Linked DNA regions of Mus musculus: regions 2, 3 and 4 are each linked to region 1. The links are chromatin contacts, called in public HiChIP or PLAC-seq and Micro-C maps. All regions are on one chromosome and are shown on one strand. The core of a region is the stretch at or near the end of the contact, and the rest is flanking DNA. Distances in the headings are between cores, read along the strand shown. Region 1 holds the start of Phlda2 (pleckstrin homology like domain, family A, member 2). Region 2 holds the start of Kcnq1ot1 (KCNQ1 overlapping transcript 1). Region 3 holds the start of E230032D23Rik (RIKEN cDNA E230032D23 gene). Region 4 holds the start of Tnfrsf22 (tumor necrosis factor receptor superfamily, member 22).

Region 1 (2,852 bases), core at 92-2,591:
CTGACCTGGCAAGGCTCTGAGCCCCACTGGCAGATGACAGTTCATTCAAAGGCACTTTTTTTTTCCTTCAAGATTTATTTATTATATGTAAGTACACTGAAGCTGTCTTCAGACACACCAGAAGAGGGCATCCAATCTCACTACAGATGGTTGGTTATGAGCCACCATGTGGTTGCTGGGGTTTGAACTCAGGGCCTCTGGAAGAGCAGTCAGTGCTCTTAACCGCTGAGCCATTTCTCCAGCCCTCAAAGGCACTTTGAATGGTTCCCGGGATGTGGAGAGGGAATAACACCAGATAGGAGACCCTTTCACTCCCACCCTTCCACACATTCGCCCCAGCAGGAACTACACAGACCACACAGTTGTTAAAAAAAGAAAAGTGACATTGTTTATTTGGAATGAAAATATGGTATAAAAAATATTAACACGGAATGGTGGGTTGGAAGCAGGTAACCAATATAAATACGGTCCAATAAGTTAGCGCACCCGCACAGCGGGGCAAGGCTCAGCAAGCACGGGAATATCTTCGGTGAAGAGCAGCGGCGGCGTCACCCGGGGCATCCCCTGGGCTCCTGGGCTCCTGTCTGATGCGGCAGCGTGGGCTGGTTCCCGGCTCAACTGGTCCCGTGCGTTTCTGTAGGGAGAAGACTGAGTCAGGAGCTGCCCGGGTGCAGCTTTTAAGTCTCCAGGTGGGCCGAGCAGCTCCTGCCATGCGTTCCAGGTCCCCTCTCCAAAGGGTTTTCAAAGACGTAGGATTCCCCCCTCCCCCTCCCCGTGGCTTTTAAAATCGAAGTTTTCCCCACTGGGAGGCATGACCCCCATTCACTTTCCCCATGCCCCGTACTCCGACGCCGTGGACAAGTTTGTTACTCACCACGGACCCAGAGCGCTCTGCTCTCCCGGCTCGGAAGGCATTTCAGACTCAGAGCGCTGATACCGGTAGCGGGGAAAGTCTTGCAGCGCCCGACGGTTCTGGAAGTCGATCAGCGCCATGGTGATGGCCGCGTTCCAGCAGCTCTCCACCGTGCAGCGGAAGTCGATCTCCTTGTAATAGTTGGTGACGATGGTGAAGTACACGTACTTAGAGGTGTGCTCCACGCAGTCCACCTTGAGGATGGAGTGGAAAAACAGCTCCTTGGCGGGGCTGGTTTTCCCGGAGAAGAGGCGCAGGCGGTCGGCGGTGAGCACGCAGCGCTTCTTCTTCCATACCTGGAACAGGCTGTCGCTTCGCTTCTCCAGCTCGCCCTCGCAAAGGATCTCGTCGGAGGTCTTCACGGTTTTCGAAGACATCACGATTTTCGAAGCCATTTCGAAAGGTTGCACCAAATGCGCTCGCTCTGCTGCGGGCCGCGGCCGCGGCGTGGTCTTTATAAGGACTCCGCCCCGCAGCCCAGACACGCCCCGGAGTCGGGCACTCTCAATCCCAAGCAGGCTCTCGGAGCTGCCCCCCACCAACCGCCCCAGGCTGCCCCTTACCCATTGCTTGAAGCTACCGCTTATCGGAGGACGGAGGGTGGGGGGCGAGAACTGATTGGCGCCTCTCTGACGGGAGCCCCGAGCCTTCCCTCCAGCCCCAACGTCCCAGCTGCCAGGTGGAGTGACTTGTGGTCCCCTCCCCGCCCAGGCTCCGGCCCTGCCTGCAGAGGAATGCACCTCAGCGGTCCCTGCCCCTCGTGACTCACGGGCCGGGAAGACCTGGGAAGCGCCCGACCCCTAGACTGAACTACCGCGCTCAGAATCCCACTCACGGGGAGACCGAACACGCGGGTCGTGGACTCACGGGTTCTTTCCAAGCCCTGGCCACCGTCTCCTCCCACCTTGGGCGAGCATCCAAAGGCCACCCACTAGACTTTCTTGGGAAGTAGCCCTGCCCCAACAGGCTTTATCACCCAAGTTGCTCCCCAAAGTTGTACCTCGAAATTATCTCAGTTTCTTTTCCCTTCTGTAAAATGGGACAATGACCTTTTAGTAAGTTAGACAGTGAAGAAGTGGAGGAGGAACAGCACCCTGCAGTGCTCAGCCACGTGAAGAGAAAGGCCTGCCTCTTTCCCGTGTGCCCCAATCTAGGCTACAGACACCTCGGGCTGCGACTGTACAACCTCGACGTGCTGGAAACTCACGATGGGGGCGGGGGGGGGGGACGGGAGCTAGCAAAGCTAGCTTGGGGAATGAGGGGACCGACCTAAGGGCTAGGGGCGGCGGGGGCGGCGGGGGCGGCGGGGGCGGCGGGGGCGGCTGAGTCATCGCCTTTCAGTGCAAGATTTTATTTACCCTCTGCCTTTAAAGGTTTAATAGTAGTAGGAAGCAGACGCAGCTCCTCCAGGGTTCCCAGGGATGGGGGAGGGACTGGCCTAGGGACCCCAGGAGTCCCCTGCTATGGTGGGATGGGGGCAGGGGTGCTGGGGTGGGATGGAGGACAGAGGCGCTACAAGGAAACCCTCAGCCCCACCCCTTCCCCCTACCCCCACCCCTTCTCCCACCTCCACCCCTTCCCCCATCCCCACCGCCACCTCCACCCCTGGCTGTTGGAAAACCAGACACCATGCTTCTAGGTGGACTGGCTCCCAGTGAAAACACAGGTTCCTCCATTTAAACAATTGAGACAGCCTAAAACTCCAGTTCGGTGGCCTAGTGTTGTTCTAAGGCAGGTTTATACCACAATAAGGAGGCTGAGGCAGGAAGGACCAATCTAGCTCAGTCTGGGTTTTACAGTGAGCCCGAGAGTAACCAAAGCCGCAAAGCAAAAATGAAGTAAAGGGGCTGGAGAGGTGGCTCAGTTAAGAGTGCTTGCTGTTCTTGCAGAGGACCTAAGTTTGGTTCCTGCTCACAGTTGGGTAACGCACAACCATCCA
Region 2 (2,852 bases), core at 116-2,615, 210 kb before region 1:
CCCAACTCGGATCCAAGAGCTAGATCACAACTCGGTTCAAAACTCCGAATAAGCAGCCTTCCCCAGCCTCAGTTCCACGATACCCTTCCCCCACCATGCGCGAACATTCCGAACGGAGCCCCTCACTCTCAGCATTAAAACAGCTACCACATAACAACACGTACTCCACTCACTACCTTGGTGCTGGCCACACCGGGCTACAAAGCTCAGGGGTCTCCAGACCCGATTCGGTTTCAGCTCCAGTGCGTTCTGACTCGGCCCGGGGTTTAGAATCCGAAGGCCTGAGCCGGTGTCCTAGGCCACTCACCTTGGGACTCGACCGACCTCGGGGCTCAAAGGGCCTCAAGACCACCCCTGCTTCTGTAAGCCTGGGCCACAAAGATGGGGACGTGGACGCAAAATACGAGAACTGAGCCACGGCCGTGAAACGAGGACCGGCCGTGAAACGAGGACCGAGCCGTAACTGCAAAACGAATACGGAGCCACTGCGGCAAAACGAAGATGGAGCCCAGCCGCGAAAGCGCGGCACGAATCACCTCTGCTTCTGGCCGTGAGTGCTTGCCGCGAGGAGGGGGAGGCTATGATGAGCGCGGCCACGCGGACTTGCGACTTGTGCCGTGCTGACTCAGAGAAGAAACCCGCGCTGAGAAAAAAACCATACCTAGGAGAACCATGCCGAGAAAAAGAAGCGCTGGGAACCAAGCTGAACAGAAAAGCTCTCCAAGTAGAATCACACAGAGGGAAAAGAAGCGTGTTGAAGAAAAACTGAGAGAACCCAGCAGGCTAAAAAAAAATGCTGAGAAGCCAAGTGGATCGCGCCAAGGCAGCCGACCGCGCTGGAGTGATCCGTGCTGAAACGATCCACACGGAAGTGACCCAATTGCTGAGGCAGATCGGACCATATCGCCGACCACCATGACGAAACAAGATAAGACCTCACCATGGAGGTCTAGGCTCAGGACAAACACTGAGGAGGATCGCGTTGAGCAAAGCACACTGAGGATGGCTAGTCGGGACTGAGGTGTAGTGCTCAAGTGATCCGAGCAGAGGCAGCTCCAAAAGAACTGTGGACAAATATGCTGAGGCTGGTGGCTGGCTGATATGACCTCACCGTGAAAAACCATGCAGAGGACGATCACACGGATGAAAACCACGCTGCTGAGACGAGCCACGCTGGGAAGGACCATGCAGAGAAAAGCACACTAAGGTGTACTAGACCGTAACCACGCCGAGGAGAAGCCCACCGAAGTAATCCAAAATGAGGCCGACCACACCGGGCCTGACTGGACCAAAATGCACCATCATAGACCACGCGGAGGGGCGCCGCAAGGAAAGCTGCGCAGACGTGCTGAGGCAACTGTTCCTCCTAGCGACAACGGCTAGGCCACCTACCAAGACCTTGGTGACGTGGCAGCCACGACACTGTTGATTGGACAGATGCTGAATAATGACTAGGGAGCTCTTCCTCATGATAGGCTGGATACAGATAGCTCTGTGCTGACTATTTTTATTGGCCAAGAGGAAACAGCCTGATGTCTCCAGCATTTGGATTGGGTGAGCTTGTACAGGATTGTACGACCTAGCCTGCTGGGTCCACCACCCCTTAAGGCCTACCTTCCTCATCCCTTCCTAGCTGAACCTGGGGTTCTTAACTCTGAATAAGTGTGAGACCAACCTCAATGCAGTACAGGGCAGATACCTGAGGCAGCCAATGTACCTAAACGGTTTCATGGCCAAAGATGAGTATGCCCCTGGCTCTGGCCTGACCTTGGGATGCAAAAAAGCAATCCACCCTCTCAGCTGTCCCATGGAATCCTACTGTGCAGGCCAGGGTGTGGTCATCTAAAGCACACAAGGAGGCCACCCTGCTTGTTTTTTTTTTTTTAATCACCAAGTAAGGAAAGTCTTGGGGCTATCTTACTTATGAAAAGGAGGGGGCCCTGGGTCTGCCCATGTTATAAAACTAGGTAATGATAGTCCTGAGGTTAGACCCCAGCCACTCGACCCATCCTCCAGATTCTCTTGGTTCCTGGCCCTGTCACTGGAGTGTTCAGGATCGTTTCCACTCTGTCCACTTACTTATCCATGCATTTATTTGACTAACACTGTCTACGCACCACCCTGTATCTAGCATTGACCTAAAGCCTGGAGAAACTTGACAAAATGCCAGATTTGGGGGACAATCCACTTGCCCAGGATTCATAAGCAAGCCTGGGGCGAGGGGGGGGAATGCAGATTTCTGTGCAAACTATAGTTTTAGCATGTGGAACTCTGGGTATATTCTCCAAACCACCCCTACCCAGAATTGACTTCAAACAGGATTTAGGGGAAGGGGAGGGAGAGCCAGTCCTGTGAACAGGCCAGGGTGTGGTCATCTAAAGCACGCAAGGAAGCCATACATCTTAACTGCTTTTGCTGAAAATATATGTCTACAAAAACAGCCAGGAAGCTCTCTTGCCAAAGATGACTGAGTATATGTGGGGGAAGGAGGGGAAGGCACGGTTTTTAGGTTTGGGTTTTTTTTCTTTTTCTTTTTCTTTTCTGTTCTTTTTCTCTTTTTTTCTCCTGTTGTTATTTAGCTGGAGAAAAGAGAAACTGGTGTCATCCTCTAGCAACAGACAGTTCCTTTTTACCCTCAGAAGCTACTCCTAGCTTGGTACCCCACCTCCTACCAGGCCACACATCTGCTTTGCCAATTCCTTTTGGGCCCGTCTGGAACATGCTGCATTTGATTCAAAGGGCCAGTCCTACCCTCCTACCTGATGGGTGGTTTTCTTTTCTGCCTATCCCAGAGCAGATGTGCAGTTAATGGGGTCCCTCAAGAACCTGTCACCATCTTTAAATTCATCATA
Region 3 (2,852 bases), core at 244-2,743, 170 kb after region 1:
GGCACTGACCACACCCCTAGGCAAGTGAAAATTTACTGAGCAGTGAGAACAAGGCACTGACCACACCCCTAGCCAAGAGGAAATTTACTGAGAAGTGAGAGCAGTGCAGTGATCACACCCCTAGGCAAGTGGAAACTTACTGAGCAGTGAGAAAAAGGCACTGACCACACCCCTAGGCAAGTGGAAATTTACTGAGCAGTGAGCACAAGGCACTAACCAAACCCATAGGCAAGTGAAAATTTACTTAGCAGTGAGAGCAAGGCACTGATCACACCCCTAGGCAAGTGGAAACTTACTGAGCATTGAGAAAAAGGCACTGACCACACCCCTAGGCAAGTGGAAATTTACTGAGCAGTGAGAGCAAGGCACTGACCACACCCCTAGCCAAGAGGAAATTTACTGAGCAGTGAGAAAAAGGCACTGACCACACCCCTAGCCAAGGGGAAATTTACTGAGCAGTGAGAACAAGGCACTGACCACACCCCTAGGCAAGTGGAAATTTACTGAGCAGTGAGAGCAGTGCACTGACCACACCTCTAGCCAAGGGGAAATTTCTGAGTAGTGATAGCAAGGCATTGACCACACCCCTAGGCAAGTGGAAATTTCCTGCTATGGTGAGGAGAAGCAAATGGTTAGAGCAAGTAGAGGGGAGAAGCAGCTGAAGAGGTGAATTCCAGGTTTGGAGTTCACTATGGTAGGTTGCAGAAGCCTGCAGGAACAAGTGATCCATCCATGCATACCTTAGGAAGTCGTCAAACCAACAGCATGGTTTGGCTAGGAGAGGCTGAGTCTCTTGGATGGGGTCATATATATTCCTCTCTGGTTTCAGGCACCAGATGTACAAAGTGAGGACAAAACTGTTCCATTTCTGGTTAGGGGGAAGGGTTTTATTGTAGATAGGAGGGAGAGCTCAGCCAGAGACATCTGGATGAGTCCAGAGCAGAGAGAAAGTAGTAGATTAAACATGGCCTGCAGACTGACTCAGGCCTTAAGAGGCGGCTGGTGGAGAGTGGGAGAGGAAGAGAAATAAGGACCAGAAGAGAGGGGGAAAGGAGAGGAAGAACCAAGAAGGCACATTACCAAAAAATGGCAGGGTTACCTGGGAATGAGAAGCTAGGGGAAGGGAAGCCAGTGAGGTGGAGAAGTCTAAGGTGAGGTCATGTTCTTCAGTATGTTAATAGGAACCACAGTGGACCATTCATCCTGAGTTTCTTTTGGACCTGATACCAGGACTTGCCTTCATCTAAATTGTTACTTACTCTCAAGGAGGGCCTCCACCAGAGAGCTGCAGAGGGCAATTGTTAACCTGTGGTGGTTTGAATTGGTTTGGCCCTCATAGACTCATGTGTTTGAATGCTTGCCTCATAAGAAATGGTATTATTAGGAGGTATGACCTTGTTGGAGGAAGTTTGTCACTGTGGGGACAGGCTTTGAGGTCTCCTATGTTCAAGCTATGTGTAGTGTGGCACACAGTCTCCTTTTATTGCTTGCAGATCAAGATGCAGAACTCTCAGCTTCTTCTCCAGCACCATGTGTGCCTCCGTGCCTCCATGCTTCGCACTATGATAATCATGGACAGAACTTCTGAAACTGTAAGCCAGTCCCAATTCAATGTTTTCCTATATTAGAGGTGCCTAGTCCGGATCTCTGTGAGTTTGAGTCCAGCCTGGTCTTCAAATCAAGTTCAAGACATTAAAAAATAAAATAAAATGAAAGAGTTGCCTCCATGGTTTCTCTTCACAGCAATAAAAGGAAGCTACAGACACCATCTGTAGAACCTTTATCTTCTTCAGATACAGAAGACAATTAGCATCAGTAGGAACAGCCAGTTTCTGGGATCTAAAAGTGGGAAAAACAAGAAATATTTTGGTCAACTCAAGAACAGAATGCTGGAATTATAGGCCATGGCCAGTGTGCCCTGGTTGAATTTATTGTATTTTTGGCAGTACTGGGGATTAAATTAGGGCTTCATGCATGTAGGGTAATACCCTACCACTGAGATTTAGCCCAACCCTCAATTTTTCATATGTTGTTAAATACAGTTACAGCTTTCATTCTTTCATAGGTATAGGTTCTTTTGCTAGCATTATTATTATTATTATTATTATTATTATTATTATTATTATATTGGTTTTTCAAGACAGTGTTTTTCTTTGTAGCCCTGGCTGTCCTGGAACTCACTCTGTAGACAAGGCTGATCTCAAACTCAGAAATCTACTTGCCTCTGCCTCCCAAGTGCTGGGATTAAAGGCATGCGCCACTAATGCCAGGCTAGCATTATTTATTGAAGAGGCTGCCCTTTCCCCACTGAATATTTGGTGTAAGGGTCTACATATTATAAGGAATTATTAAAAATGCCATTAACATGGGAATGAGACAGCGTGGGTGGTACATGATGATTCAACCGTGACAAGGCATGAGGCGATGACAGAGCTTCAGCCTAGATCAGCCTTAATACATGATGGTTGGGTAGCTCAGTGGTTAAGGCGTTCTTGCAGGGGACCCCGGTTCACTTCCCAGCATGCATATGGTGGCTCATAACCACAACGGGGAACTCCAGTCCCAGGTAAGTTGACGCTTCTTCACACACATGGCACTGGCATACGTGCAGCAAACCCCCATCCATGCAGAGAAACATGATGCTGAAACCCAGACACAAAAGCCACACACGGCGACTCTACCTCCATGAACCATTCAGGTAGGCCAGACCACTGAGGCAGATCTTCTTGGGAGGGTGGGTCAAAGAGAGACATATGTTTGGGAGACATTGTAACAGATAGAGGAGCTGGTATTCAGTTTCATTTTGATGTCCATTTTGAAACTGTTAATGCTATGGTATGTACATTGTCATT
Region 4 (2,852 bases), core at 122-2,621, 150 kb after region 1:
ATTATTTGAGATGATCACCATTTTTTCTTTACAACAACCTTAAAACATCAACAACAAAAACAACCTAATATTGTCTAGATTGTTTCTGGGGATTTCTGGAGGACAAAATGCACCACTTTTCAGGCGGTGCCTGGGCAGGCATGGAGCCCCAGAGCCCTAATAGGGATGGGAAGAGATTTCAGGGTCAAGGGCCATCCCATGTGAAACCTGCCTGTGAAATATGTTCGAAGTCCCTCAAAGTGCTGGGAACTTTGAAGTCACCTCTGAGTTGCATATCCTCTGGCCCCTTGCCCAGGAGATTCCCAGGGAAGCTGGATGCCCTCTGGGTCCATTTCTGTGAAAGCTGCTCACCAGCAGCTAGCAAAGAATTACTATTAACCAGCTCCTAGGTGGTTTAAAGAAATGCTGATTACATGTAAGTGGTCTCTGACTGCTCAGATACTATCTTAGAACAATCTAAGGGTTATTTTGTTGTTGTTGTTGTTGTTATAACTAAAGATCTGAATGTGTTACAAAATGGATATCCTTACAGGTTATAAAACATAAACCTTTTTCTGCCTATTTTTGGGATGAAGACTCTTATGAGAGAAAATTGACATAAAATTAAGTTGGCTGTAACTAAAATGTCATTTACAGGATCGTCTAGGTTTTTTGTTTGGTTGTTTGGTTGGTTTTGAGACTCCTTATGTAGATCAGGCTGCCCACTAACTTAGGTTTAACTGCAGTTTATGATTAAAGAGACAAGAAGCGATCTCGGGACGAACTTAGCAGAGACCCGAAAGGCCCAGGAAAGGCATAGCCAGGCCTTCCACACAGATCCTTTTGTAGTAGTTAGTACTACACCCCAAGACCAGCCGGGCCGGACCCACCCAAGGCGCACAGTCGCGCGGGCCACTGCAGTCCGCAATGGCACTTTCCGGAGTCGCCTTCCGATGGACCGCTTTCTGATGAGAAAGGGAGGAGAGGCGTGTCCACCTTGTCCCGGAGCTCAGGGACCAACCGGACACACTTTCTCTGGCTACCCGCTTGGCCATTCCCCTGCCTCTGCTTCACCTCCTCAATCCCCCAACTCTGGACCACTTAAGAGCAGACGAAGTTCTGAAGTGTTGGTTGGCGATGCCCAGGCTGATGGCACAGCCCGCCATCAGTTCACCGCCGGCAGTAGCTTTCCTCTGCAGTCCGGGGATCCGGTGCCCAGAGCGAGTCTCAGCTCCGCAGGGCCATATCTACTCACCTGCAAGGGCAGATTCAGCAGCAGCAGCAGCAGCAGCAGCAGCAGCCGCCGCCAAAGGAACCAGCGACTCAGACTGGACACCAAGCTGCAGAAGAAGCCAAACATGGCCGAGTGCAAGCACGCCGCTGCTGCTCAGCTGGGAGGAGCTGCTGTGGTGGCCACGCCTCTCCTCAGCGGATTGGTTCCTGTATGGTTGCCTTATCTCGTGGGCGGGTCCAGCGCCACCACTCTTGCCTTCCCACCACAATCAGTGCTCAGTAATATCTAGTTTTCTATAAATAACGTAATTTTAAATGCCTATGACGTTATTAACAGAATCATATTTGTTATAAACAGCAAGTTAAAGTCGAATTCTCTGCCTTCGTTTGTTTTTCATTACGGTATACTGCTCTTTATTATAAGTTAATTAAAAATTTTCCTGGACCTGAGTGGAGGGAGAGGCATGAACTATTGTTGGAATCGTTATAAAAGTCAGACTGCAGCAGACTGTAAACCTTCTCAAAAGCAACAAACAAAAAGAGGAAGATAAGCTACAACACACACTGTCTTAGCTCAACACGGAGAAGTTTGAAGTAACTCTATCCCTGTAGCGTTCCTGTGAGTGTTCACTGGTCAATGGTCTGGAGCAGCAGCTGAAGGCTTCACTGTCAGGGTCTGAGGGGCTGTGTGGGACTCGCTGACTCTGAGGACCTCAAAATATCCAGGACTGGTAGGCACTCTTCCAGTTCTGGGGTTGGGGGGTGTGTGTCGGGGGAGGAGGGCTGTATGAACATCCCTGGACTGTGAGTCCCTCACCTCTTCTTCCTTTCACTGTGTTTAGCTCCACTGTGTGTGCCAATCCAAGCTCATGGGACACAGGACATTTAAGCCAAGTCTACTAGCCTAACACAGGAAGTAGAACGCTTATTTCTCTAGGGAACTTGGGTTGGTTCATCTGTTCCACCCGGCCCCTCCAGGTATTCGAAAAAGTGGCCCACTACCAGCCCCATCCATCTCCCTTCCAAATGCCACTTCCTCTTTAAAATGAGGGAGGACTCAGAGTCCTGGATTTCAATGGCTGCCCCAAAGAAGAGGAGCGTGACTTCAGGCACCTGGTACTCTTTAAATCATCTCTTGCCTCTCTCCCTAGGGCCAGGGAGTGGAGCCTGTGCCCATCTGCCCTCACCTAGGCTGGGGAGTGGGGGCGGCCAATTCCTTGGCCAGCCTGATCCTCTTCTATTTCTTGTCTTCCCTCAGGCTGGTGTCTGCTCAGGAGTAAACCAAATCAAAACACAAACAAGTGTTTAGAAAGTTTGGTTAGTTCAACACGCTGAACTGTCCCCCACCCTTGGGAAGCAGAGGGAAAGTAGAGGAAGGGAAGAGGAGAGGAGTGTGCACTTGTGGATGCTGTTGTCCCACCAGTCTCTGAGTAGCTCGGGAGCAGGGGGAGGCTAGTGGCTTTCCTTTTCTGCATACAGTTTACAGATCTGCCTTGTCCCACACTGTAGGTGGAGGGGAGGTGAAAAGAAGAGGCCTGTCTACCCTGGGCTAGATATTTGTGCTCCAGGTCCTTCTCTGCCCTCTGCCCTTTGCTCCTTTAAAACATTTATTTTAAAATGTGTGTGTGTGCATGTGTGTG

The links. A called contact is a pair of places that touch in the nucleus more often than the background predicts. HiChIP or PLAC-seq counts read pairs in DNA pulled down with a chosen protein or histone mark.
Region 2: a contact with region 1 is called in a Micro-C map of embryonic stem cells, with 2.1 times the contacts expected there. The contact joins the promoter of Kcnq1ot1 here to the promoter of Phlda2 in region 1. A contact is called at or near these places in 4 of 484 Hi-C or Micro-C datasets (all in embryonic stem cells) and 2 of 115 datasets of contacts at active chromatin or transcription factors (embryonic stem cells and kidney).
Region 3: an HNF4G HiChIP or PLAC-seq map of pancreatic cancer cells shows a contact between it and region 1. The contact joins the promoter of E230032D23Rik here to the promoter of Phlda2 in region 1. A contact is called at or near these places in 2 of 115 datasets of contacts at active chromatin or transcription factors (microglia and pancreatic cancer cells).
Region 4: an H3K27ac HiChIP or PLAC-seq map of microglia shows a contact between it and region 1, with 7 times the contacts expected there. The contact joins the promoter of Tnfrsf22 here to the promoter of Phlda2 in region 1. A contact is called at or near these places in 1 of 39 promoter capture datasets (hippocampal neurons), 2 of 115 datasets of contacts at active chromatin or transcription factors (effector CD8 T cells and microglia) and 2 of 9 other capture datasets (adipose tissue and liver).

The regions. Positions count from the first base shown.
Region 1 is chr7:143,501,183-143,504,034 of GRCm38.p6, forward strand. It overlaps Phlda2 (pleckstrin homology like domain, family A, member 2), which reads right to left and starts at 1,342. Exons shown (of 2, transcript NM_009434.2): 1 at 875-1,342; 2 at 366-634. The coding sequence starts at 1,308. The coding sequence ends at 634.
Region 2 is chr7:143,295,182-143,298,033 of GRCm38.p6, forward strand. It overlaps Kcnq1ot1 (KCNQ1 overlapping transcript 1), which reads right to left and starts at 1,366. Exons shown (of 1, transcript NR_001461.5): 1 at 1-1,366. The region is part of intron 11 of Kcnq1 (potassium voltage-gated channel, subfamily Q, member 1); the gene reads left to right.
Region 3 is chr7:143,666,754-143,669,605 of GRCm38.p6, forward strand. E230032D23Rik (RIKEN cDNA E230032D23 gene) reads left to right here and starts at 1,494. Exons shown (of 2, transcript NR_153818.1): 1 at 1,494-1,592. Tnfrsf23 (tumor necrosis factor receptor superfamily, member 23) reads right to left here. Exons shown (of 6, transcript NM_024290.4): 6 at 1-1,839. The coding sequence ends at 1,790.
Region 4 is chr7:143,648,293-143,651,144 of GRCm38.p6, forward strand. It overlaps Tnfrsf22 (tumor necrosis factor receptor superfamily, member 22), which reads right to left and starts at 1,372. Exons shown (of 6, transcript NM_001311145.1): 1 at 1,235-1,372. The coding sequence starts at 1,339.